Linked DNA regions of Mus musculus: regions 2, 3 and 4 are each linked to region 1. The links are chromatin contacts, called in public HiChIP or PLAC-seq and promoter capture Hi-C maps. All regions are on one chromosome and are shown on one strand. The core of a region is the stretch at or near the end of the contact, and the rest is flanking DNA. Distances in the headings are between cores, read along the strand shown. Region 1 holds the start of Atxn10 (ataxin 10). Region 2 holds the start of Gramd4 (GRAM domain containing 4). Region 3 holds the start of Trmu (tRNA 5-methylaminomethyl-2-thiouridylate methyltransferase). Region 4 holds the start of Gtse1 (G two S phase expressed protein 1).

Region 1 (2,650 bases), core at 90-2,589:
GCGCCATGTCTGCCCGCAGGCTGCCATGCTTCCTGCCATGCTGATAATGGACTGAACCTCTGAAACTGTGTGAATTAATCCCAAATAAATAATTTCTTTGTAAGAGTTGCCTTGGTCATGGTGTCTCTTCACAGTAATAAAAATCTAGGATACCTACATACACATGTTGGGAAATAAACTCAGGTCTCCTGGAAGATAGAGTACTCTTAATGTCTGAGCAAGCTCTTCAGCCCCAATATGGGGATATTCCTGATAAGCACCCACTCTCTTCCCCGGGTCCCCTATAGTATTAATTGACAAGGTTCTAGAATCACCAGAGACAACCCTCTGGGCATGTTTGTGAAGAACTGTCTAGATGAGGTTAGTGTGTGGAAATCTGCCCCCAGTGTGGGTGATAGCATTCCATGGTCTAGATTAAAAAAAAAAAAAGTCAAAGCCAGCTGTCTGTTTTCTGGCTTAATAGATGCAATGTGACAAGCTGCCTAAAGCCCTGTGTCACAAGTCCCCACCACGTGGGCCTGTACTCTCAACCTGTGAGCCAAAAGAAACCTATCCTTTGTAAAATTGCTTCTATCACATATTTTGATATTGCAACAAGAAAGGAATACACCTCTTAGGGAGGTACTTCTTCTCAGCCTTCTCTCTGTGGGAAGCCTCCTTCCTGGAGTCTTGGGAAAGACTTCTTTCCCAAGGGGGCATTTTTGATCAGCGTCCCCTTCCCATGAGGAGCCTCTATCCAAGGTCTTCCTCCATGGCTTGAGGTATCCAGCATCTTTTCCCTATGTGGGAATCTCCGATTCAGGTCTCCCTCAGTGGAACACCTCAACCTCGCATTCCCTCCCCTGGAGTCTCCATTTCAGGTTTTCCTGCAATAGAACTGGTTGGCCTAGCAACACATGCCCTGAGGGTAAGTCTCCTCTGCAGGTCCCCTCCCATGGTGACACCTCTGGCCTGTATCCCTGCTCTTCCTCTCAGGGGCCTCCTTTCCAGGTCTCCTTAGGGACAACATCCATTATTCTGGGGGCGCTGCTTCGGCCTGGTATCTCTTCCCCAGAGGGAAACCTCTGCATGAGTGGACCCCCACCAATGGTGGCCCTTGCTCATGGAAAGCATCTGTCCCTGATAAGACACTCATTCTCTAGGACACTCTACAGGCCACCCCCCCCCCCCCACCCCGACCCCTTCATCTCAGTATTCTGTCCTCTGACGGGGTCTTTACTCCACGTCTCCCCACCGTGGGGACCGAAGACCTCCCCCATCCCACCCTACGCAGGAGCAGGACTTCCGCTGCGCCCCCTCCCCTCAGGCGGGACTTCCGCCCCGCCCCCTCCCCCTCCCCCTGCCGCGTCGCCTTGTCCTCTTCGCCTGAGGCAAGCCAGCTAGTCTCGCGCTCTCTGCCTTGCAGCACCACGGGATCTGGGTGACGCGGGCTGCGGAAGCCAGAGCCGTGCAGACCGCGTCTCCATCTCCTCGCCTGTCGTCTGTCTCCCCCACTTCTCTTCGCTCTGCTCTCCGCCTGGTCAGGCTCGGCCCCAGAGCGAGTGGCAAGATGGCGGCGCCCAGGATGCCACCCTCCCGGCTGTCGGGCATCATGGTGCCCGCACCCATCCAGGACCTGGAGGCCTTGCGCGCGCTCACGGCGCTCTTCAAGGAGCAGCGTAACCGGTAACTGCGCGGGGGCTGCCACCTAGGAAGGAGGAAGAGGAACCATGGAGGGCTCTGGGCTGGGCTGGGCTTGACTGGGCTGGGCTGGGCAGCGGCGAGCGAGGCGGGGCGGCGGGCTCCATCAGCTCGGCCCACGCTCAGGTTGTGGCTCTGTGGCGCTCGCCTAGGCCTGCTCTGGGACGAGGGTTTGGCCAGGCTCTAAGAGGGGCAGACGATGGCGACACTGGTCCCCAAGCCGGCGGCGGGGAAGCTGTTGGTTCGGCTCCTCTGGCGGGGCCCTGAGGGCGGTGGCCAGGGAAGGGAGGCGTGTTCGGGCTCGCTTCTCCCTCTGGGTTAGAGGGCGTTCTGTCCAGGAGCCTGCAGAGCTGGCCTGGCTTCGTGACATCTGCTCAGCATCGCCTCTAACCCTTCTGTTTCTAGCCTTACAAAATGGGAGCTGTGGTGCGTTGTTTTCAGTGCTGAGATGAAATAAACGTGTTTAAACAGAAGTGTGCGAGGCTGTCAGTTCCTGATGGATTTTTGTGGTATGGTTTGCGCTGCAGTTTCCTTGTCTGTTTAATGGAAACAAGGTTCGCTGGGACCTCCTTGGTTGAGTTGACAGTGAGGGTTTAATGAGACGATGCGTGTTACATCCTTAGGCCATGCCTGACACTTAGTACTAAACACCATTGGTGTTTTCTCTTAACAGTAATGGTCTCCCCTGGACCAAGTCTTGGGAGAGGACCCGGAGCCCTTGGTCTCTCCTGTAGAGAGATAACAAGCAGGCCTAGAGTGTGGACAAAGGGCAGAGAACGCGGTGGGGGTGGGGGTGGGGGAAGCACGTAGGCTCAGTGGTCACAGGAACGTTTTCTAAAAATAGGTAGCCGCCAGACATGTCACGTGGCTCAGCCCTGCAGTTCCAGCATTCAGGAAGCAGAGGCAGGTGGATCTCTTGAGTTTGAGGCTGGACCAGTCAGCATTGTGACATCCTCTGTATCTCAAAAAC
Region 2 (2,650 bases), core at 62-2,561, 720 kb after region 1:
AAAGTAGCACTTGTGCTTGCAGGGGGCGGTGGGGGTGGGGCGACGACCAGAGTCCGGTTTTGCTGTAGGACAGAGAGGAAGCAGGGAAAGCCAGGGGTAGGAGGAACCAGCGAGATTGGTGTGGCATTGGGCTGGGATGCCGCACAAAGGTGACTCAGAGGAGGTTCCTGCCCAAAGTAGCTCTCATCTTGCCAAGACCAAGCCCTGCAGGCAGCTTAGCCTGGCATCTCACACTGCCAGCCAAGAGCCATTGGACAGACCTCATGTTGTGCTACACATGGGCATTGCTTCTCACTCTGCATTCAGAGAGAGAGAGAGCTCACCTACAGGAGCCTCTCTGGATGCCAGCCCCAGACCCTGGGACAAAGGCCTGTCTGGAAGGTAGGCAATGCTGGAGGACAAAAGGGGGCCTGAATCCTGCCCCCACCCACCCCACCCCCCAGAAAGCTTCAGAGTCCTTCAGCATTCCTCAAATCTCCTGGGGTGCTTGAGACATAATAAGGTGGGGGACAGTTCTGGATTGAGAGGGTTGGAGGTGAGGTCGTCAAAGCCCCGCAGTGCAAGCGGGTCATGTGGTCACAGGTCTAATGTGCTGTCTCCACTTGCTGATGCTGAGTTTGCTACAGTCACCCTCGTACCCTACAGTGGACCTCCTAGGTCAGACCCCATACGGTGCTGCAGGTCAGTCCTCCAACCAGGCTAGGGCCTGGGGTTCTGGAGGGTGTGGTCTTTTACCAGGTTCATTAGTTATCTTTCTGGGTCCTTGTCAACCCTGGTTTTTGAAAGGCGAGTCAAAACGGGGGAAGTGACTCCTGGAGGATCTCTTTTCCTTTAAGATAGTACTAGAGCTAAAGTAGGCTTCCTATCGCTACGGTGACATTTAAAGGTATGTGGCATTCCTGGTTAGGTACTGAGTGGGAGAGAAGGGAGGAGTTGCTCACTGCCCTCCAGGTGGAGGTTCCATGTCCTTTTCCCAGTGTGGAGCTGTGCTCTGAGTCCAGCCTGGCGGTGCCAGGACAAGTATTTCTACACCAAGCGCGGGTCTCCATTTGGCAGTAACCGTCAAGCCAGTTCGCCGGGAGAGAGGTGACAGTGGAGTGTATCCTTGTGCTCGGTTGTGCCCGTGGCTGCGACTGGCAGGCGGCCACGCGTGCGCGTGGGCACGCGCGGCGAGGACCCACGTGGGTCACCCAAACAAAGGCGGCGCCGCGTGATCGGGCGCGCGCGCGCGCACACACCGGGCAGGGAGGGCGGGGAGGCGAGGGGGCGGAGCGGGGCGGCGGCTTGCGCAGGCCCGGTCGGGGGGCGCGCAGACTCCGCGCAGCAGGACGTGAGCGCGCGACGCGGCGCCGCCTCCGCGCTCGTGGCCGGCACCCGCGGGGCCGCGTAGTCCCCGCTCCCCGGCGCCGCTGGGCTCCCGGGAGGGCGGCAGGTGCAGCGCGGCCGGGTGGCCGGCCAGGGGGGCGCCGCGGCGGCGGGTGGATGAGAGTTGGCCCCGATCATCCCGCAGGGTAAGCGGCGCGCACGCGGACTCCCACACGGACCTGGGCGACGCTGGCCACGCTCTGTCCTAGCTGCCGGGCCGCGACCCCGTGTGCCCACACTCTCACTCGGTGGCCCACAGCAGCGACCCTCCCTTCGGGGAGCAGCGCGGGCGCGCCCCCGCACACACGCTCCCGGGGCGCGCGTCACGGCCGCCCCTCGCGCGTACCACGGGCGCTGTGCGGGTCAGGGTCCTGGTGGGCGAGAGGCAGACGTCGATGGGACGCAGGGCCCAAACTATGATGTGGGGGAGTCATTAGATGGGTCACCATGCCTAGGCCGCTAGCGGGGGGGTCAGGATGAGGGCACAGCAAATGTCGTCCTACTGACCCACTCTCTTGGTGGTGGGGGAGGACTGAAAAGGAGGAGGGCTGTCCAGGCCGGTGTGGCCCAACAGATGACCCGGGGAAAAGTTGTGGACGCTTGCTCCCTTTCCACACCCTGCTCTCTGTTATATCTTTTCCTTTCATTTGGAATTAGCCTATGGGATTCTGGGGACAGTTGGCACCTGGGCTGGAGCTTAGGCCTATGTGTTTATACAACCGTTAAGGTGGGGTGCTGTGTGGCAGTCCCTAACCTAAGACTTCATCTGTCCAGAGCGGGACCAGCACCTCTGAAGGGTGGAGAGGGACTGACTAGTCTGGATGTTGGTTCCCCTGTGGCCTTCCTACCCGTGGCCAGGGTAAGAAGCAGGCTTCTAGGGCCAGAGGCAGAACCTTGTACTCTTTGGAACTTCCCATTTTCAGAGATAAGAGAGATTCAGTTTGGGGGGACCTTGTTCAGAGTGGGTTCCCTTCCTGCCTTGCCTTGTGTAGATTAGGGACAAAATTAAAGGTGCTGAGTCTTAACGCACTCCCCCCCCCAATCCTCAATTTCGCTGAACCCCAGCCAGGTAGGAGCTTGCTTTAGGGCCAGGTTCAGAAGGAGGGGTCATGGTCCAGGCTCTGTAGGGTTTGAAATAAAGGACAGTTGGAAGTTAGTTTATCTCGGATACCTGTTCTGTGAGATCGGGCAAGGCACTGTCACAAAACCAGCCCTGCCTCAGTTTCCTTATCAGTGGGTGACTAATGACAAGATAAGAGTTAACAAGATGGTGTGGGTTCCACGG
Region 3 (2,650 bases), core at 70-2,569, 540 kb after region 1:
AGGGTTTATTTATGTGGTTTGCACATCCGAATCACAGACCAACCTGAAGGAAAGTTAGAGACGGAATTTTGACAGGAACTGAAGCAGAGGCCATGGAGGAACACTGCTTACTGGCTTGCTCCGCATGGCTTGATTAGTTTGCCTTCTTTTACAACCCAAGATCACCTGCACTGGTGTGGCTCTCACATCAATCAACAAATCTCACAGACTTGTCTAAGGGCCAATCTAATGGAAGCATTTTCTCAATTGATGTCCCCCCACCCCTAGCTTGTGTCAAGTAGACAAAAATTCTAACATAGGTTTGTCTGGTTTCTGCTACTTTGTGGTTGGCCCTATCATAGGTTCTGGTAGGAAAAGTGAGATTTGCTATACTAAATGCCCATACCCAAGAAGGGAGGTCCTGGTCCTCAAGGCTAGAACACTCCACAGACATGACCCCCTGCCCTTTTGTCTCTCTCTCTCTCTCTCTCTCTCTCTCTCTCTCTCTCTCTCTCTCTCTCTCTTCTCTCTCTCTCTCTCTCTCTCTTTCTGTCCCAGGACTCGTATCTATTTTCTTCCAGCAGCCACTCAACATCTGTCATGTGCGAGGCCCCCCACAATCAATTCAGGAAGAGCCACAGCTCCAGCCTGAGGTCCCCAAAGCATCCACTCGTTAGAGCTGATCCCCGCAGAGTGCTCGTTCGTCCTCCAAGAATGGCCCACGAAACAAACACTCTTAAATCACAGGCACCAGGATGAACAGGTGCGACTCCAAACTCTCCCAGTCTTCCGTGGCCCATCCTTCCCAGCTACTGTCTGGGTCTGGTTAACTACGCTCCCATCCCCTACTCCAACCCGTTGACTGAGCTGCTAGCAAAGCCTTACTGAGCAACGGTCCACTATGCTTTGTCCTCCACTGGCTCTGCACCCGCCAGGCCCGCAAGCATCTAGAATCCAATGAGAACGTGTTGACAGCCCTGTCCCTCCAGCGGGTAAACAGGAGGAGCCAGCGGCCGACACAGCATCTCGACCTTGTGTGTGCCCAGGAACGCCTTTGAGACCTCAAGCCCGAGCGGAGGCTGTTCCTGGTGCAGCTGACCCAGGAGCGCCAGCTGAGCACAGAAGAAAACGTCGCAAGGGCAGCGAGTGGTGGCTAAGAAGCCGGACCCGACCAACTCATCGCTGGCCTATCTGGGACATGCTGCCACCTAGTGCTCCTCGGCCGATCCGCCGCGCGGAACCCAAAAGCCTGCAGAACACTGGGTGAGCGGAGCACGTTTCCCGCCGGGTGAAGAGTGAGGACGCCCCCCCCCCCCGTCCCCCCCGTCCCCCGGAGGCTGGGACTTCCGGCGTAGCTTGGACGCAGCCAGAAAGCTCGCGGTGTAGCCTGATGTCGGCGCTGCGGCACGTCGTGTGCGCCCTGTCTGGCGGTGTGGACAGCGCGGTGGCGGCGCTGCTGTTGCGGCGGAGAGGTGAGGCCAGGGTTCCTCACTGGGGACAGGAGCTTGGGCTCCTCCAGGTCTGAGGCCTGGCCTTTTGCAGACTCCGCGGGCCTCCAGGCGAGGACACCGCCAACTCTAATGACAAAATCACTCCAGTGTTCTCCTTCGTTGGATGACAAACTTCACTCCGAACAGCTACCAGTTCTTCCTGACTTGTAGATGTAGCCTCATGGGTCCTTAGGGTTCGGATCTGATTCCAACGACCGGTGTACATTCCTCCTGCTGTGTGGCCCCACCTTGTGTCAACCTCTCCGCATTCACCTTGGCGGCTTTTAATGGAGTCCCCCTCAGCCGTGGATCATCTTCCCCGGGGCACGCGGGGTGCAGAGGCGCGGGGCCAGGAGCCTGGGCTTGGGCAAGTTAACTAAGCACCCCCCAGTAAAAATGGGATGACCCGTAATATGGGATGACTGGAATGATTAAATGGCACAGTATGTATTGAAAGGGTTAGCTATACAATGTGAGATATATCGGAAAGCAGGAGCGATTCTTTTATAATCACAGCTGTTATGACAGAGTAAAAGAGCCACAGGATACAGGTGTGTACTATGGTGAGAAAGGAAGAGGGAAGCATTTCTCTACAAAGAACTGGCTGCAGTAACACAGGCAGGAGGCAGAGGAGAGAGTGCCGGCCAGAATAGGATATAGTGGGGTTAGTGAAGCTGACGGTATTAAGGAATTTGGGGTAATGTTGAGTAGGCAGTGTGAGTCTTTGAAGGTTTCCAATGAGAACTGTGTAACTAGATGCTTTGGGAAGTGGCAAAGGTTGGCATCATTCTTACAGATTTATCTTTTACTACTAAAGGGAGATCAACTGCTGCCTAGTTTTTATGTCACATTAAAACTATGTGACATGTTAGGGTCCTCTGGTAGGAGGGAACCTCAGCTGAGAAACTGTCATCACCCTGGCCTGTAGGCTAGTCAGTGGGGCCTTCTCTTAATAATTGGTGTAGGAAGCCTCGTTCCATTAGGAGTAATGCTATCTCTGGGCAGGTGGTCCTAGGTTTTATAAGAAAACAGGCTGAGCAGGCCAAAGAAACAAGCCCATAAGCAGTATTCTTTTATAACCTATGATTCAATTCTGCCTTCAGGTTCCTGACCTGAGTTCCTGCCCCAGCTTCCCCTGATGGTAGACTGTGACCTTTAGGGCCAAATAAATCCTTTCCTCT
Region 4 (2,650 bases), core at 69-2,568, 520 kb after region 1:
CTGTCTCTTTCAGAAAGCCTTCCACCCTGCCTGTGGGCTGGTGACAGTGCCTTCTCTTTGCCCCATAGCCCTTGGCACTTGCCCTTGCTATTGAACCACTTTGTGCTGTGATCTCTGGTATTCAATGGCTTCCATTGAATGCCTTGTCTGTAAAAGCTGGTATGTGTAGGCTTTCATGAAAGAAGGCATGCATCTGCCAGGGACAGGCGACTGATCTTAAAGGGAAATGTGTATGCGTCTGGAGAGATGGCTCCATGGCTGAGCACTTGCCGTTCTTCCAGATGACCAGAGATCAGTACCTAGCGCCCACGTAGAGCCTGTAAATCTAGCCTCAAGGGACCTGACACTCTCTTCTGGCCTCTGTAGGCACTTGCATACCTGTACATACGCACACGTCGGCAAAAAAAATAAAATAAAAATATTTTTAAAGCCAAGAGAAAATGTAAATAGCAGTGAGTTACTATGGGTATGCTTTCCTGAACATCTACTATGACCTGATATGATACAAAGAGAAGTGTTGGTGAACTTTACTGCCCAGTGGATAGCCCCAGGGATGCAGGGATTTCATGCACAGGAGCTAAAGGCTTGGACCACAGATGTGACTGCCACCGTGGTCTTGCGCCCCCCCCTCCCGCCCCCGGTGTGAATCAGAAAAGCCTGGCCCTTAAAATTCCAGATACACAGAACCGGTCACCATCCCCAGCCGGTGGGAACCTTGGGTCCGACGAAGCCAGCTTGCCTACTAGTGAGCCAGACCTGGCCGATGTGTAGAGACGACATCCAGACTTGATGGCCTTCTTGATGGCTATCCAGGCCAACCCTGGACTTCCTTGAACCAACAGACCTTGAAGCCAGTTTCCTGCTCATTGCTATCCAAAGGCATCTAACATATTGGCAGCAAAGAAGTGCTAAGACCGGCTCTGTCACTCTTCTGCATTTGAGGGAAAAGGGAGGGCCTGCACACCAGAGTACAGGAGAGAGGCCTTAGGCTGCAGAGAGTACCCGGACGCATGAGAAATACTGGAGATACCAGGACAAGCACCGGAGAGAGTCGGGACAAATTCCTTCCTAGCTGCCTGACCATCTCCTATGCCCCACCATCACCGCCTCGGTCCCTTTTGCTAGCACAGCCACAGGCGGAACGCTTAAATCCTTTCTGTGTCTCCGGAGGAGGAGAGTCATGGGAACTTCCGGTGGGAGTTTCCTGCGCCCAGCGGAGCCAATCCGTGGCTTGGAGTCTTGGGCATTGGTCTTGTACATCAGCACTCTGACTACATTTCCCAGGCTGCACCGAGAGCGTCTCCTGTTTAAACAGGCCAATCGGCGGCCGGCGGAGCCGGGCGCCGCGTTTAAACCGGTGCCGGAGACCCAGCTGGATTTTATGCCTTCCCGGTCAGAGGCGAGGGGTAAGGAGTGGTCGTAGCGCTGGTCCCGGAGAGTGGGGAACCGGGTCCCGAGCCGCAGAGATCCGGGGAGGACGGGCTGCGGTGCCAGCTCTGCAGCTCAGAGCCGGAAATCCGTTACCCCGCCTCGGGGCGCACAGTCTGGGAAACCGGGAGCAAGTTGGGGCTTGCCTCTGACTTGCCTAATTCTCCCGTCCCCTTGCTTCCTGCAGCGAACTCTGTGGAAGGAGGAGACGGCCGCGACGTGCCTTCGGCCAACCAGTGGAGAGAGAGGTGAAGATGGATGCTGGTAGTAAAAAAGAAGGTAAGTCCTTTCTGTTCGTAAGGCTGTTCTGGAGTGTATTCCTTTTCACCCCAAACAAAATAGAGAGGGCTACAACAGATCAAAGAAACGAAGTCTGGATTGATAAGCAAATAAATTTAACTGAAGTTACTTACAAGGACATTAGCAATTCATAGCTCCACCACCAAAGAAGCCCCTACAACATCCCCACCCACTTTTTAAAACCACTTATGTAATCTTAAGAGGGGCCTCCCCCCACTTCCAGAAGGGCTTTAAGTGGGGGTCTTAATCTTGTGAGGGTCTCCTGTGGTTAATCACAGTTGCTGTGCTATCAAAATGGCAACAGCTTTCTCTTGCACTGAGCGCAGAGTCCCTCACTCCACCCATTCCCCTGTGGTTCATTCTTTTCTCCTCCACTGACTTACTTTGTTTGCTTTTCCTTTCTTGCTTGTTTTTTTGAGCCCTCACTTTGTAACCCGGAACTCACTCTGTAGTCCAGGCTGGCCTTGAATTCATCGAGAGCCACCTTCGGAAGCCTTCTGAGTGCTGGCAAATTCTTTGAAAAGCAAGACTTGCTACGTGGTGGCTGCACACGCCTTTAATGCCCCAACTGCAGAGGCAGGCAGATCTCTTGAGTTTTATTTCAAGGCTAGCCTAGCCTGGTCGACAGAGTGAGTTCCAGAACAGTTAGTTCTCTTTGTAAACCTACACAGTGAAACCCTGTCTAAAAGAGGGGAGGAGGAATCTTTACGATGACTTGGTTTGTGTGTGTGTGTGTGTGTGTGTGTGTGTGTATGTGTATGTGTGTGTTTGGGGGTGGTAACCAAGGTGTGCAAGCACCTGAGGGTCCCAGGGCTTGAACTCAGGTCATCAGATGTGGTGGGAAGTAACTTTGCTCCCCTGAGTCTTAGAGGGTTGATGTGGGTTTACAATTATTTTCTCCCTTTTAGGGCTGAGCACTGGG

Evidence for each region. Promoter capture Hi-C pulls out the DNA fragments that hold promoters and counts their contacts. HiChIP or PLAC-seq counts read pairs in DNA pulled down with a chosen protein or histone mark.
Region 2: a contact with region 1 is called in a FOXA1 HiChIP or PLAC-seq map of pancreatic cancer cells. The contact joins the promoter of Gramd4 here to the promoter of Atxn10 in region 1. A contact is called at or near these places in 1 of 484 Hi-C or Micro-C datasets (cortical neurons) and 1 of 115 datasets of contacts at active chromatin or transcription factors (pancreatic cancer cells).
Region 3: a contact with region 1 is called in an H3K4me3 HiChIP or PLAC-seq map of bone marrow-derived macrophages, with 4 times the contacts expected there. The contact joins the promoter of Trmu here to the promoter of Atxn10 in region 1. A contact is called at or near these places in 3 of 39 promoter capture datasets (cranial neural crest, embryonic stem cells and liver), 1 of 484 Hi-C or Micro-C datasets (LSK cells) and 2 of 115 datasets of contacts at active chromatin or transcription factors (bone marrow-derived macrophages and pancreatic cancer cells).
Region 4: a contact with region 1 is called in a promoter capture Hi-C map of neural stem cells. The contact joins the promoter of Gtse1 here to the promoter of Atxn10 in region 1. A contact is called at or near these places in 4 of 39 promoter capture datasets (cranial neural crest, embryonic stem cells, liver and 1 more), 2 of 484 Hi-C or Micro-C datasets (CD4 T cells and LSK cells), 4 of 115 datasets of contacts at active chromatin or transcription factors (embryonic stem cells, large pre-B cells and pancreatic cancer cells) and 2 of 9 other capture datasets (adipose tissue and liver).

What each region holds. Positions count from the first base shown.
Region 1 is chr15:85,334,916-85,337,565 of GRCm38.p6, forward strand. Atxn10 (ataxin 10) reads left to right here and starts at 1,340. Exons shown (of 12, transcript NM_016843.4): 1 at 1,340-1,665. The coding sequence starts at 1,550.
Region 2 is chr15:86,057,451-86,060,100 of GRCm38.p6, forward strand. It overlaps Gramd4 (GRAM domain containing 4), which reads left to right and starts at 1,312. Exons shown (of 19, transcript NM_001379572.1): 1 at 1,312-1,511. The coding sequence starts at 1,483. Gm41375 (a long non-coding RNA gene) reads right to left here and starts at 1,166. Exons shown (of 3, transcript XR_875536.2): 1 at 942-1,166.
Region 3 is chr15:85,878,008-85,880,657 of GRCm38.p6, forward strand. It overlaps Trmu (tRNA 5-methylaminomethyl-2-thiouridylate methyltransferase), which reads left to right and starts at 1,320. Exons shown (of 11, transcript NM_028063.2): 1 at 1,320-1,451. The coding sequence starts at 1,370.
Region 4 is chr15:85,858,389-85,861,038 of GRCm38.p6, forward strand. It overlaps Gtse1 (G two S phase expressed protein 1), which reads left to right and starts at 1,319. Exons shown (of 12, transcript NM_001168672.1): 1 at 1,319-1,406; 2 at 1,616-1,707. The coding sequence starts at 1,683. It overlaps Ttc38 (tetratricopeptide repeat domain 38), which reads left to right. Exons shown (of 14, transcript NM_001033337.4): 14 at 1-434.